Regions from separate parts of the Oryctolagus cuniculus genome. Here region 2 is linked to region 1. Evidence: chromatin contacts called from public Micro-C data. All regions are on one chromosome and are shown on one strand. The core of a region is the stretch at or near the end of the contact, and the rest is flanking DNA. Distances in the headings are between cores, read along the strand shown. Region 1 overlaps AOPEP (aminopeptidase O (putative)). Region 2 overlaps AOPEP (aminopeptidase O (putative)).

The links. A called contact is a pair of places that touch in the nucleus more often than the background predicts.
Region 2: a contact with region 1 is called in a Micro-C map of ear pinna, with 3 times the contacts expected there. The contact joins two enhancer-like sites. A contact is called at or near these places in 4 of 6 Hi-C or Micro-C datasets (ear pinna, embryonic fibroblasts, psoas muscle and 1 more).

The regions. Positions count from the first base shown.
Region 1 is chr1:142,525,013-142,532,862 of mOryCun1.1, reverse strand. All of the region lies in intron 13 of AOPEP (aminopeptidase O (putative)), which reads left to right. Among named protein-coding and RNA genes, the nearest start is that of MIR23B, 58 kb to the right of the region's middle. Within about 2 kb of position 3,367, at least 4 of the 8 cell types and tissues checked have an H3K27ac peak or open chromatin away from gene starts, as enhancers often do. A contact at or near this core is called in ear pinna, where this site is marked.
Region 2 is chr1:142,750,753-142,758,602 of mOryCun1.1, reverse strand. AOPEP (aminopeptidase O (putative)) reads left to right here. Exons shown (of 18, transcript XR_011379142.1): 5 at 5,404-5,649. Among named protein-coding and RNA genes, the nearest start is that of AOPEP, 94 kb to the left of the region's middle. Within about 2 kb of position 4,227, at least 2 of the 8 cell types and tissues checked have an H3K27ac peak or open chromatin away from gene starts, as enhancers often do. A contact at or near this core is called in ear pinna, where this site is marked.

The DNA of each region.
Region 1 (7,850 bases), core at 2,118-4,617:
CAGTCTGTTTCCCCTCTCTACTTTTTCCCCTTTTGTTTGCCTTGTTTCCTGTCTTTTTTCTTTTTTTAACCTCTAAACATTTGGTTTCAAGGCAAAGTGAGAAATCAAAATGCTTCAAAATGAGGGGTGGTGACTTCAAGTTCAAAGGTGTTTTATAGTTCCCACCCCTCCTGATGTTTCTGGGTCGTGTCCTGTCATTCAAAAAAGCAGCCCCTGTGTTCTCAACACCACTGATAGCAGCATTTTCTCTTTTGTCTTAAAAAACAAAAAAGTAGCTATAAACCCCTTTGAACTTTCTGGTGAGGCAAAACAAATGTATTTGCCACATGCGTGCACACACTCATACACACACACACATCTTTGAAGATTCAGATTTTCATGTTTCGAGAGCAGGGCAACAGACTGATTTGCAATAAGTAGAATCAAAGAGAGCATGTGAAATGGGGGGAAAATGATCTCAAGAATGTGTGTGTTTACTTTTCTTGCATTTTTGTAGACAAGGCAACAGTAGTTACTTTATGTGGTCGTGTTTATAACTGAAAGTCATAAAGCTCCTGCTGTTCATTTTCTGTGGCAGTTTGCTACTATTAGTTTGATGTCCAAGAAGAGAGAGAGAAAAAAAAAAAAGGTTATGAAAGGCTGGAGATGTTAGACAGGAGCCGCAGAAGAATCTGGAAGAGAAACCGCATACCTCTGGGTTCTGTGCGTACACAGTTTGCTCTCTGCTTTTAACTGTCACACGTGTACCGGCTTTGGTTTTTGATGGTGAAGACCTACCCTCAACCTTTATTCCTGGCAGTAAAGTTCAAGAGTGCCGGCTGCCCCCTTGGGCAGCAGAGGACAGCGGTCCCTCGTGATGTCTTTGTTTAGCTACATGGCAAGCATTTTATGTGCCGTAGCATCGCCCTCCGCGCCGTTTGGTGACTTGTAAGAGAACGTCTGCAGTTGTGTGACTTTCACTACGATTCCACTTCAGAGCATCTGCCCTGCCCAGAAGACTCCCTTGTGCACTTGGCCCTTAACAGAAATTTCATGGAAATTGGACCACAGGTGGTTTAGTTTGGGCTCTGTCTCCTGCATTGATTGTGGTGTGTTGAGGTCCCGCCATGCTTCCTGTACTGATAGTTTGTTCTTATCACACGGGACTGTTCCAGCGTGCGGCTATAGCTGCTATTCTGTTTCTCAGCTTATTGGTTGTCAGTCATTTGGGTTTTGTTGTTGTTGCTGTGAATAACGTCTCTGTGGACACCGGTCAGACCGTCTCCCTCTAGACGTGTTTTCGTTTCTCTCGAGTGGATGCCTACGGTTGCAGTTGTTTGGCCATCCAGCTGATCTGTTTCTTTACACCTTCCACCAGTGGTGTTTAAGGTGTTCGTTTCTCTGCCTCCTTGTCAGCATTTGGTATTGTCAGACTCTCTTGTTTTAGCCATTCTGGAGGGTGTTGAACCATGCCTTTTGATACTGACTGCTTTTATTTCCTGAGAAGGTCTGGAAGTGTCTGGGTAACCTGATTATGCTTTTGCCATCCACTTTACGGATCAGAAGGCACTGGCCCAATCAGTGGGAAATCTGAATGCCTTACCCAAAATCCCCGAGTGAGTCACTACACCTCGAATCCTCCCACGTCAGTTGGAGTTGTAGCAACCTGTTTGTGTTCCGACTCCCAGCTCTCGTGACTCAGAACCCACTGTGTCCTTTCAGCGTTGTTAGGTATGGCTTTCTTTTTCATCTTTCACAAATGATCCTGCTAATCCCCTGTGGGATTGTGTCTCCTGAAAGGAGTCTGTTTGCTGCAGGAGTGTGCTAGCCTCTCTGAGAGGCTCTCCTCACCCTCTGCCTGACCATGTGGGGCCCGCCTTGGGCAGTCAGGTCTGGCTGGCAAAGCTGGCCCCACGGGGAATGTGCTACCTCCGTGCAGTCCTGCAGAAGAGGCGGGAGTTAGGGAGGTGGCTTGTCCAAGACAGCTGGCACTCCTTAAATAGTTCATACACTTCAGAACACATTCTTCAAAAAACAAAGACCTTGTGCAAGGCTGGTCACCTGCGGCCTGTGGATAGTAATGCCATTCACTCGTGTTCTTTCTCCTCTGTGACAGTGAGACAGGAAGACATTCTTGCATTTATTTATAGACTAAAAGAAACAAAATTAGCCTTGGTGTCTTCCTGTAACTGTTCCTTGGCCAGCAGCAAATATAGCAGTAGTCCTTTTTTATGAGTTTGTTATGTTCTGTCCTCGTCTTTTGGCTTTGTTTGGGGAAAACCAGTTGTGTTTCTCAGAGCTACTGTGTCGTTTCGTTTACATCTCCCGTCACTCTGTCTGTTACAGCAGAATAAATTGTGACTGTTGCGCCTCCAAACTAGAAGTCCACCCCCCCCAAGCATCTCTCAGGCGTGGTGATAAGATTGGTGCGCTGGCAGAACTTCATTTTTAGATGGATCTGTGATCTTTTTTTAATACTCAATTAATTGTAGCTTTTTTCTGCTTGTTCCACTTGCCTGAAATACTTTGATTTTGAGTTCCTTCGACGGCTGCGGGAGCTTTACAGCCACCCAGTTAATGGAAGGCACTTTCTGCTGGGCCCATTACTGCTGTCCTCACGTGGCTGTTTCCTGTCTGAACTACCCATTACCTTTCGTGTTCAGGGGTGGCAGCGTTTTAATCTGTATCCTGATGGATCGGGGTGGGGTCGGGAGTGGAGGGCTCTAGTTGTCTGTGAAATGACTGTGTCTCTCTGAAACGGTCCTTGGGTCGCAGTGAGTTTCTCAGTGTCTGGAGCTGGGGGAAGCTGGTCTGGGGGCAGCGCGCTGCTGCACAGAGCGTCAGGAAAAAGGAAAGCGTTGAGGCAGCGTCAGAGAACAGAGTCAGAGGCAGCTTCAGAGAACAGAGTCAGCACGAGCAAGAAGCTGTCCACCGCGACTGGGAAAACGATCCATCAGGCGACTGGAGGAGCATGCCAGCGGACATGAGTCACGGAAGCTACGCGAGGTCCTGGACACGTGTGTGCATGCCGGGCCTTCAGGCAGGAAGTGGGGGAGAAGGGTGCTCGCAGGGAAAGTCCAGCGGCCGAGGCCAGAGTCCAGCGCCTTGTTTGGGAAGCTGCAGGGCTGGAGTCGTGAGAGTTGAGACAGGCCTTCCCAGCATGCCTTGCACAGGGGAGCCCCGTGGGCCCTGGCAGGCTCTGATTCCTGATTCTGGTACCAGGCCCTGAACTCATGGCCCATCCCTTGCTCTTTCCAGCTGTGTGCCTGGGCAGCTCCCCAGGTAGAACCTGGACGCAGGACAGATTTGGGTCCAGGGGGAGAAGTCTGTTGGGCTGGACCCTGTCGTGTGGCGGAGCAGAGTCTCCCTCCAAGGCCACCCTTCGTGGCCTAGGAGCCCCTCTGGAGGGAAGAGCCGTCCCAGGGCCTTCCCTGCTTGGATTGATTAGAGGCATACTGTGCCAGGTTTGGAGTGCTCAGTCACCCCCAGGAGCAAGTAGGGGTCCTGTGGTGACACAGCTGGGGGTCTGCAAGGGTTGAGGTGAAATTCTGCTTTTCATATTAAATTAGAGGATTTTACAAGGCACAGATGACTTGAAGTATGTGATGCTTATTACAGACCAAGCAACTGTGACATGAAAATACGGTGGTGGTGGTGGTGGTGTTAATCACACAGACGTGTGGCCAGATAACTGTGGAATGCAGTAAGGGCATAGTGCCTTTGTCCTCACTGTGCAGCTCTTTTTTTTTTTTTTTTTTGAATGTATGTGTTAGGATTTTTTTCCGCCATAACACAAGGCTGCTTCCCATGTTTGTGCATATTCCTACCTTGATACGGTGCACATTTAGAGCTAAGTGAAGTTTTTCTGTACTCAGGCCTGGCTGTTTGCTTATAGGCCAAAATCAAATTCCTTTGCCTCGACCCTCCCCTCTGCCAAAACAGTGTTGATAAAACCGATGCTGAACTCAGATTAGGAAAGAGGTAGTTCCAGAGAACTGTCCATGCTGCTGGCCAGGCAAGGTGAGTAGGCATGGTGCTTGTGTTTTCTGACAGATTCGTAAGGCTAGTGCGGAGGGAGGAAGAGTGGGGGTGTGGGGTCGTGGAGGCTTCTCCCAGCACCCTCCCCCCCGCCCAGCAAAATGAAAGGTGCTGGGAAGAACATGCCCGGATGACACGCCTGTCTTGAGAATCCAGACTTTGTGAGTCTGTGTTAGAAATTAAAGTCAGGGGTTCTGGTCAGGGGTTTGGGTCTGCTCAGAACACCAGATTCTCCTCTAAGACCTAAGCGATGCTGAAATTGCCCCCAGCAGAGGTACGAGCTTGCCTGGTGTGTGTAGCGCGGGTGCACGCGTACACGCCGCAGAGCAGGGAGCTTTGGGCTGAGCAGTCTCCCGTCTTGGACGGATGCTGCAGGGGCTATTTCCAGAGCTGGCTCTGTTTGCAGCTGACTGTGACTCACGGCCGACCAGACCGACGCCTTAGCCCCCAGAGGACTGCCCTGTGCGGAATGCAAACTCATTGTCATCATGAGCCAGCCTGGGGAGCGGCTCCATGGAAAAAGTGAAGGTGGCTCAGATCCGGCTCGGAGCGGGCGGCGGAAAATAACCGCATTCTGCCTCGTTCTGCGGGACTTCATGCTCCCTTTCCCGGGAGCCCTGGGTGGCTGGGGTTCAAGGTAACAGCAGAAATCAGACTCACTACAGGATTTTCCCTTCTACAGAGTTGGAACACAGAGGGGACTAATCCCCAGCGATGACCGGGGATTCTGAACCACGGAGTCATACTTTCTCAGCGTTTATTTTTGCTGTCACACCTGTTTTTGAGATCATGCATTGTGGAAGAGAAGGAGAGAGAGGGAGGTTCATAAGTGTGGGCGGCCGGCAGCATTCGCCTTTCCTGCCTTCACAGTGACATTCCAGGCGTCCGGAGGGCGAGGCACACCCTTTACCTCAAGGCTGAGAGGGCAGAGAGAGCGGGGGCTTTGTCCCGTGAAACCCTGGTTACCGCCAGACTTGGAAATGCAAGTACTGATGCTGTTGTTGCCGTTGTTTTAAACCTTTCTTTCTTTCTTTATTTGAAAGGCAGAGTTAGAGAGAGAGAGAGAGAATCTTCCATCTTCTAGTTCATTCCCCAAATGACCACAATGACCAGAGCTGAGCTGACCTGAAGCCAGGAGCCAGGAGCTTCTTCCAGGTCTTCCATGCGGGTGCAGAAGCCCAAGGACTTGGGCCATCTTCTGCTGCTTTCCCAGGCCATAGCAGAGAGCTAGATCAGAAGTGGAGCAGCCCATATGAGAACCAGGCGCCGGGACTCGAACTGGCGCCCATATGGGATGCCGGCACTGCAGGTGGCTGCTTTACCTGCTGCACCATAGCTCCAGTCCCTGTTGTTGTTTTTAAAAAGATAGTTCCTCATAGTATATCTTAATGCCATTGTAGAAACAGTGCAGATTTTAAATGATGCAGATGCTGTAACAACATCTCAATTAAAAGAGTTGCTTTGTGGAGAGCCTTTTGCTTCCCATTTTCCTGACTAGTTTTGTTAGCAGGCAAAATGTCATTCTTGGTGCTGAACACTTTTCCCCCCTCCACCGCCCCCAAGTTCCCATTAACATCTCTCCCCACAGAACGCGGGGGGTGACTGCCGCTGGTGCTGTGGTCACCACAGTTGCATTGGAATCTTTGAGTACCCCTCCCCTCTCTGTAGTCCCTAACACGTCGAACATGTAGTCAGATGGACAGACCGATATCCCATCCTCATCCCTCTCTGGCTGCTTTGCCTTGTCCAGACCAGCCTGTGTGAGCCCTGCTTTCCTCATCCGTCAGGCAGTTCCGCAGTGAAGCATTCAGCCAAGAGCTGTCCCTGGGTGACGACAGCTTACAGACAGTGGTGTCTATGTTGTCAGCGCTGGCCTTTTCCAGTGCCACCGTGCAGTTTTTAGTTTGTCGTCAGCAGTGCAAGGAGCCCTGAGAACCAACAGTGCTGACCAGGAAATGTAGCCACGGCCAGATATTGGGTGGCTTCTGGGAGCCGGCTGAAGCGTCCCCAGGGTTAAGATGACAGAGAAGGGGGCCGGTGCTGTGGCGTAGTGGGTTAGGCCACAGCCTGCAGTGCCAGCAATCCCATATGGGCACCGGTTTGAGTCCCGGCTGCTCCACTTCCAATCCAGCTTCCTGCTGATGCGCCTGGGAAAGCAGTGGAAGATGACTCAAGTCCCTGGGCCCCTGCACCCGCGTGGGAGACCTGAAAGAAGCTCCTGGCTTTGGCCTGGCACAGCCCTCAGCCAGTGCTGCAGCAGCTGGGGCTGGGCCAGCCCAAAGCCAGGAGCTTCTTTCAGGTCTCCCACGTGGGTGCATGGGCCCAGGGACATGGGCCATCCTCTGCTGCTTTTCCCAGGTGTGTTAGCAAGGAGCCGGATTGTAAGTTGAGCAATTGGGACTCAAACCAGTGCCCATATGGGATGCTGGCACTGCAGACGGTGGCTTCATTCTTTGTGTCACAGCACTGGGCCCTGAATAAATCTTAAAAAAAAATAGGGGCCGGCGCTGTGGTGTAGCGGGTAAAGCTGCCATCTGCAGTGCTAGCATCTCATAGGGGCGCTGGTTCTCATATGGGCTGCTCCACTTCTGATCCAGCTCTCTGCTGTGGCCTGGGAAAGCAGCAGCAGATGGCCCAAGTGCTTGGGCCCCTGCACCCGGGACCTGAAGGAAGCTCCTGGCTCCTGGCTTTGGATTGGCCCAGCTCTGGCCTTTGCAGCCATCTGGGGAGTGAACCAGCAGATAGGAGATCTCTCTCTCTCTCTGCCTCTGCCTCTGTTTAACTCTGCTTTTCAGATAAATAAATAAATCTTTAAAAAAAAATCTTAAAAGCAAAAAAAAAGAAAGATGCTAGAGGAGGCCAGTGTGCTTCTGTGGAGGGGCCGGAGCATGCACTGCAGAGGTGAAGGAGGAACACCAGGCTCCTGGGCTGGCCAGGACGCTGCCCCATGGGGTGGACAGACACGGCCTCACGCTCCGTCCGCAGGCTCCTCCGCAGGAGTTTGAGCTGAAGTCATTGGAGCTGTTTGGGTTGTGGTCTTCATGAGCTCTGTTTACAGAACATTTGGTTCTCCACAGACATGGTGCTTGCTGGCATCCTGAACCGTGAAGAATCTCGGGAAGTTTTCAGAAGCAGATTTTGAGACCCCCTCCCCCAGCGCGCGCGCGCACACACACACACACACACACACCCAAACGCACGCACACAGACACGCAGCTCTGGGGGTGAGTTTACTGTAACTGTTACTCTCAGGTAGAACTGGCCCAGATTAGTTAATAAGGTCACTGAAGTGCTGACTCGGTAACAGAAACCTGCTCCCATACTGCAGAGTGGTCCCCCGTCGTCTGAGCTGTGGGTAATGGGCTATGAATGATTTAAAAAGGTGTCTCGGAGTGACCTTGCTTATGTAATCAAGGATCAATATATTTTTTTTAGAACAAAGTTTTTAACGATAAGCCGTAGCCTTCCCTGATAATCAAACATCATTTTCCAGTGGTTAAAAGGGTCAGTGGACAAAGCCCAGTGGACTGACGCTGGCTCCCTAATTGCTAAGGATAGCACCGCCACCTGCCCTCTGAATTATGAGCGTGTTTGAATTTTTTATGGGGAAGGAATTTTTCTTTTTTAATCTGGGCTAATTTTCACATCAAATGGCGTATTAGCCAGCTGGGAGTATCAGACCAGACAGGTGGCTGCTGCTTCTCACCTGAGGCCTGCTTTTCCCCCCGTGAGGTTTACTTTAAACAAGAGTAAGGGATGTGAGAGAGCTGGAATGGGAGCAAGGGGCCGTGAGTCCTTGACATTCTTGGAATATTCTTAACCTCGGTGGACGA
Region 2 (7,850 bases), core at 2,978-5,477, 220 kb before region 1:
CATCCTCCACTGCACTCCCTGGCCACAGGCAGAGAGCTGGCCTGGAAGAGGGGCAACCGGGACAGAATCCGGTGCCCCGACTGGGACTAGAACCCGGTGTGCCGGCGCCGCAAGGCGGAGGATTAGCCTAGTGAGCCGTGGTGCCGGCCAGCAGGATGAATCGAATTATTCTTCCAATATACAGAAAGCCATGAAGTCAGTACCTTTGGGTGAAGAAAGCCCTACAGAATGGCACAGATGGTTAGTCCGCCTTTGAAAACAGCTACGACACACTCTTAGTGCAGACTCCCCTCATGTCCATCTCTTTAAGAGGCGAGGCCACGTGCTGTCTCTTTTGGTAGGTATATATTACTGCCTGCATTTTGCCTTTTTGGAAGAAGGGAGGTTCTTCTTGCTCAGGAATACATCTATTTTGGGCCATCTTTTCTGAGTTACATGGATATCCTGGATAGTTTACTAGACTTTGCTTATGTCCTCTAGAAGGAAGAAGAGAATTGTGGGCACAAGTGACACACGCTGTTTCCATGAGAGAACACTTACTATATGAGAGACCTTCTCATGCTCTCTTTCCCTACACTGAGGTCTGAGTATTCGTCATTTTGCAAATGAGGGCAGCCAGAATTTCTGAGTGAGGACAGATGCCCTGGAGAATCACTTGGATCCGCAGTGAACTTGGTATGAGCAAGAAGTAAACTCTTTGTTAAGCCACTGAAGTGCTGGGGTTGTTTGTTACTATAGCATATCCTAACTTACCCTGAATTGATACAGAAGCCATTGGTTTCTTGAACTCAGGGAGTCTTGACCTAAATATCATCTCTTTGAGCCCTGGAAAGAAGCCTGGAAGCTAGGCAGGCTGTATTCTTGTTTTCTAGATAAGGATGCCGAGACTCAGATAGTAACTTGTTCAGATTTGTGTGCCTTTTGAGGAATAATACCTTGGATTCTGATCCACACCTGACTCTCTGGAGAGCTGATTCTGAATGTTACCTGGGGACTTTAAAAACTGGTACCCAACATCTGTGCATCACCACAGTCTGATACACCTCCCCACCTGAGGAGGCGCCAGCATGACGCAGCTCTGTTACTGATGGTACGAGTATGTCGTGTTGGAAGGAAAACAGAAGTTAAGTGTAGAGGTTTTGTGTTAGCTGCTTTTGAGCCTGAGGGTGCTATCCTTACTAGTTGGATACAGCTTTCTGGGCAAAGCTACACTTCCCTTAAAATGTAGAATGAGGACTTTGCTCCTGGTTTCTCAAGCTCATCCTAGTGAAGAAATTCTCTGCTGTCATCTAAAGCCTCGGGGGTGATTGGTTCTTAGAGAAGATGTGCAACTGATCACTGCGGGCCTTAAGAAGGCTAGGGGAAGCCAAAGAAAGAAGTGTTACTTTGCCCTTGTAGCGGTGTTCCCTGGAGACACAGGGTGGGGGCGTGGGCCACAACCACCACTCCTTCCTGCCCAGAAGCAGCTGCAGTGGCCTCTCAACTGTTCTTGCATCTGTTATTCTGAAAGGAGGAGAAAATGACCAAACCAAATGGGGATTCTGAGAGGAGATGATGTCTGCAGTTGCTGATGGGGTTCAGGGGAAGGGGTACGTGTGTGCTACTCCTCTCTTGTCCTCCTGACTGCAGAACAGAAGGAGATCAAAATAAAGGTTTTGTTATTGGCAAAAGCTGGACCAAGCAAGTGCCTAAGTTCATGGTCTCATGGGCTAATACTCCACTTCCACACTAAATACATTGACCCACGCAGTCACCAACCCAGCTGGACTGCTGCCAGCCTCCACAACACAGTTACAGAGCCTGCCTAACACATGACAGACAGCAGGCCCCAAAGTATGCTCTCAGAGGGCAAGTAGATGCAAACGGAAAGCACAGTGTGGCTGAGCCAGGCCGGTGAGCTGGATAGAGGGCAAGTGCCGCTCTAGGGCAGGTGTTGTCTTAGGGAAGTGGCAGATTTGGGGAACGCGGCTCTTCCCTCTCTCCCTACCACATCTGATAGACTGTGACTAAGTTTTCCCTTCATTTATCAATGTGCTTGTCTATCAAGACTGTACTGCTGATAAAATAATAGCTTACATTTGCTTAAGCCTGCCCCGGCCGCATGCTTCAGCGTGTGCTATCTCCAGTCGTCAGAAGTGGCTTTGTGTTTTCCTCCCTGAGATCTCTGACTCTGTGCTAAGTTTGCCAGCAGAGGCGCTCTGAAGTGCCAATCGCAGTGGTGCTTTTGCTTACGTCCACATCTGGTCCCCCTTGCCTTCCCTAACCCCTTTGTACTTCAAAACTTCTGAAGACCACCAGTTGAATTCGTAGAAATCTAACTTTTACAGGGGTCTCATTTGCTTAAGTGTTCATCTGGGCTCCAGAAATTTGACCAACGTGTCGGTCACTGAACTTTTGATCACTGTTCATGTGAGCAAACTCATAGGGAGAACATTCCCTCCTCCAGCTCCAGTTTCACACCGGCTGCAGCCCACTCTAGGTGAGCATTTTAGTAAATGCATTAGTTATGAGGCACTCAGATACACTGTCAAAACTTTATGAATTTTACTCAGCTGCAGTATAACCTTTTCCAGCCACAGGGGGATCTTTGTGCTGTATTCTGTTTAACCTCTCAAGGCCTTTGTTGGGACTGTATGGTTTAAGGGCAGCATGGAAACTTGGATAAAGTCCAGAGGAATGCCACAAAAATGATTAAAGGCACAGAAAATGGGCACTGTGAAAAAGAAAAGGCACGGAGGTTCTATAATCTAGAGAGGACGTGGTGGGGGAAGAGAGCTTCTTTGGAGTTATAAAGTGTATGCAAAGATAAAACATCTTTGGGGGTGACGCCGGGCCTGTGGCACTGTTCCTGACTCTGCGAAAGCACAGTATTCCCACACCTCTTCAGAAACAAGGCTGTCCTGCGAAGGAAGGCTCCTGTGGTTAGCTGTCATAGTCATAGATCCTTTCAAGTTGTTTTTTGTTTCTTTGTTTAATTAGAGAGAGAGGGAGAGAGAGCTGCTACCTGCTAGTTCACTCCCTAAGTGCCCCCAATGGCAGGGAATGTGTCAGGCCTGGAACCAGGACCAGGAACTTTTAATCTGGGAGCCCAACTACTTGGGCCATCACCACTGCCTGTCAAAGTTTGCATTAGCAAGAAGCTGGAGTTAGGAATCAGAGCCAGGAATTGAACTGATATACTCTGAAGTGGGACATGGACATATTTTTTTAAAGATTTATTTATTTATTTATTTATTTATTTGAAAGACAGAGTTACAGAGAGGCAGAGGCAGAGAGAGAAGTCTTCCATCCACTGGTTTACTCCCCAAAGGGCCGCAAAGGCTGGAGCCAGACCAATCCGAAGCCGGGAGGCAGGAGCCAGGCGCTTCTTCCAGGTGCAGGGGCCCAAGGACGTGGGCCATCTTGTACTGCCCTCCCAGGCCCTAGTAGAGAGCATCCGCTGAAGCCCACATTTCCTGATCCCTGTGTGAGAGCCCACATGTTGTTGCCCTGACACCATTTTCATTTTTCTTGGGAAACTTACTGGTCTTACTTGTCCATAGCTTGGATGACTTAAAGTTCTTCATCTTCTCCTTGGATTTATCATGCAAAATAATGTTCATTCATGCAACCAGAATAATCTAATATATTCTGAAAGCTTTTCAGTAGAGAGTGTATGAGCTTGACTTACTATAGCAGATTGCATACCTGTGTAAACACATTAGAAAAAGATATTGTGGTGGTGAATTCAAGGACTGACCTTTTATATATATATATATATATATATATATATATATAGACAGGCAGAGTGGACAGTGAGAGAGAGAGACAGAGAGAAAGATCTTCCTTTGCCGTTGGTTCGCCCTCCAATGGCCACCGCGGCCAGCGCGCTGCAGCTGGCGCACCGCGCTGATCCAATGGCAGGAGCCAGATACTTATCCTGGTCTCCCATGGGGTGCAGGGCCCAAGGACTTGGGCCATCCTCCACTGCACTCCCTGGCCACAGCAGAGAGCTGGCCTGGAAGAGGGGCAACCGGGACAGAATCCAGCGCCCCAACCCGGGACTAGAACCCGTGTGCCGACGCCGCAAGGTGGAGGATTAGCCTAGTGAGCTGCGGTGCCGGCAAGGACTGGCCTTTTTCACTGTGCTGGAATTGATGTGACAACTCAGTGTTTGTCATGAGGTAGAAGCTGCAAGCTTTCAGTTCAGTGTTTACCACCTGGTATTGTCAGTTCAGAGATGTCGGCCTGAGTTCTGTGTCCACTGTTCCTCCTCTTTTCACCTTATCCTGGCAGAAGCTTTTGTGGGTCTTGCCTCTGCAGAGATGAAGTGTCATTGGGCTGGAAGCTGTATTCTGTTCACCATGCTGGTGAAGGGCGAGCTTTCCTTAGATAGCCCCATGGGTCTTTTTAGCTGGCCTTGGATGGGTGGAAGGCACTTCATAAATTTGGAGAGGAATTTTTGTTGCAGGCTGCCCATATTGGGACATGCTAGTTCTTTAAGATTTTTTTTCAGTGTCCATTGTGAATCAAATAAGCACCTATAGTTAGAATTATAATTTTTAATTTAAAATTAGAGAGGCTTTCCATTGTGTTTGAATAAAGACCCGTTAACAGGTGAAAAAACAGAGTTCCCTTTGATGTAGGTTTCTTTGGGTTGATAAGTTCTTTTGAGGCCTGTGAGTCAGGTTCTAGGAATTCTCTTCCAGCCCCGCCTTTGGCATAATAACTGGCAGTGGTCAGATGGTGCGGGCTGGGCTCTGGTCTGTTTTCCTTAAAAGGTTGACTTGGTTAAATTTATACTGAAAGTGAATTTGAGAAAATGCTCAGTATTCTTTAACAGCAACCTTAGACGGGCTTTATAGAGAATACCTAGGTAACGTTTTAGTAAAATGGGTTGTGTTCTTTGGAAAAAGTTTGAACTTGTAGCTGCAGCATGGTGCATGTTCTACTTGAGTCCAAGTCTTTCAATCTAGGAAATTTCAGAACAGGGTCTTGAATTTGACAGCCTCGTCCCTTCCTTTCTGTGTCATGAATCCTACTTGATTGGCAGAGATTTTTCATATGGTGATATTTGAAAGCACGTTACTGAGAGCAGTAATTATTTTTGTTTTGATGGGAATTTGTTTTGTTGTTTTGCATCTTGAGCTCACCTCCCCCAGTTTATTCTAAAACAAGATTTTACCATTTCACTTAAATTGAAGCTCCTCAATTGATGTGAGCGTGTCAGTAAGTATTGTGATTTTTACTGCTCACAGAAGCAGAGGAACCTAGAATTCAGATGCAGTCTTTGCTGTATGAGCCTGTCTGAACCTCTGCCTCCTTAAAGTTGTCCATGTCTACGTGATCTCCTTACCACCAGGGCAAGCAGAATAAGCCTGATTTACCAATAAGTACATCTATCTGTTTCGTGTCGTTCCCCAGATGTGTTGGTGTCTGTGGTCACATGGAATATCCCTGCCGCTTCCAGAATGCTACTGCCACTACTCAGGAGGTCATTCCTCACAGAGTCTTTGCCCCGGTGTGCCTCAAGGATGCCTGCCAAGAGACCCTTCTGCGACTGATCCCTTCCTGCCTCTCGGCAGCACATTCTGTGCTGGGAACACACCCCTTCTCCCGGCTGGACGTCCTTGTCGTCCCCGCCAACTTTCCGAGTCTGGGAATGGCCAGGTATGTTGTTCTGTTGTGCCACTTGCAATGTATGCTTTGGAGATTCTTTGACTGTTTCTTGCTTTCCTTGAGCTCTCTTGGAGCCAGTGTGTGATTAGCTTGGAAAGACCACAGTTTCTCATTGGTGCCTGTAGGGACAGTGTTCAGGTAGGTTCCCTACGTGTGATTCTTTGGGTCTCCTTGCCTCAACTCAGACTGCCTTGAAAATAAGAAGCTCACGTTGCTGCTGGAACTGAAAACACATTGTGTCCCTAGGGTGATGTATGTTGGATCATGGCTGATCAGCGGCTGTTAGCTTAGGTGATGAGAGCATAATGCTAATGAGTCCAAGGTCATAGCGTCAGGCTCTGGGCACAGTAACATGACCTGGTCCCAAGGCTGCAGGCTGCTCACCTAATCCTGACCAGCTGTCTCGTCCATTCTCACCACTGGTCACAAGAGTAACAACTTGAGAGCCCCTGTGTCAGAGAGACTGTGGATGGATGAGTGTAAATCCATTCCCACTGCTAGAAAAGCAGCTCAAAGCAGGTGGCTTACTGCCAGGGGTGGGGGTGGAGCAGTGGCTTGTCGTGCTGTGATTTTTTTTTATTTAATACAATAAATGTGTTGTGCTTACTGTGTCTTGGTTTGGTTTTTATAGAAAATTGAGACCTGCAAGTTGAACCTTTCTCCTGTTGTTTGATTGGCTAAAATCTACTTGTTAATGCCATTATTCACTCAGTAATGGTTGGCTGTGTTGCACTGAGAAAAGATAGGGAGTGCACTCTGGGTTTTCCTTGGTTATATTTCTATTTGGAAATCTTAATTATTAACAGTGAATATGCTTGACTAAGGATGGGAAAATAAGCTCATCAAAACATGTGACTTTGAGTTTTTCCCTATTAGTCAAGGAACTTTCTGCTGCCAATTAATTTCCATGCTTTTGAGCAGCTGTCATTTGTGGTGTTTTCCCTGAAAACTGCACACATTCTTAGTAAAATCCATGAGTAGAAAAGAACTGACCAGAACATTTGCTTTTGATCTTTACTACATGCATATACTTTTAAAAAGCTGGCTGGCTCGCCTTAATCCTTGAGGAGGTCTGAGAAAGTCATTTAGACTGATTTTTATCCTATATTTATGAAGATAATGGGAATGTAGAAACCAGGATAATTATATATATTTGGTTATATGCATCATATAATTGTCTTGGATGTCTATATATAGAATTTGTCTTAACAGGGGGGCTTCTTTGGTCCCTTTGAAGAGTCTGCTGGACTTAATTTCAGCAGAATTATTGGTGAAGAAAGGATTGTTCATTAAATGTTTCTCATTTGTACACAGTTTTGAGGGGCCATGTTTATTTGGGAGTTTTTGGAGCTTTATGAGAGTTGCAGTTTCTCAGGGCGTGTTTGCTAACAGTTCCAAGTTCTGGCCTGAGGGAACCACAGGCAGAGTGCTTTTCATACGGAGGACCTTGTTTTCTATAGCTCCTTCCTGACATTAGTCTGCCAGAACCAGAGTCTGCTGACCTGCAGGCCATTCTATAAAGTGTTTCTTTTCAAGTGTGCATGCCCAAGCAGGTAAGTTCTGTGTTTGCTACTTTTTGAGATATTTAAAGTGATTTAAACATGCTTAACTCTGTATTTTTAAAATAATAAGCCAAAGTACCCTAAGGACAAATGGTACAGGGTACAAATGTCAAAAAACAGGATGGTGATAATAACTGAGCAGCAGCAAGACTGCTTTTATGCTTAAAAACAGGAGAACCAAACATTTAGAAGTTTGAGGTTGGTTTTCAAATAATTGGGGTTCTTTTTGGTGTTGCTTTGTTTTGTCTTGCTTTCTCCTGTTAGGCTGTGGAAATAAAGTCTGCCCTCGTCTGGATGTTTCCCTGGGCTTCACTGCCATCCCCCATCTTTGAGCGGTGGGAGGGGGATTGTGGTATCTTGCGCTACCAGATGAGGTGGGGAGCGGGGAGCGTTTTGTTTTTCCAAACCCTGACTTAAATTGATTCCACTTGCTTGGCTTGACTCTATCGGGATCCCAACACCTTGAGCCACATGCCGCTGAGTGGGGTTTATGACTCAGCTGGCTACTGGGGCCCTGCTGCTTTATTTATGGTCTTGACATTCTGTCAAGCAAAGCCGGAACAAAAACGACAGTCTTGGAGGTCAGTGCTGTACCCTAAACAGAAATAGAGCAACTTGAAGGCTAGGAGG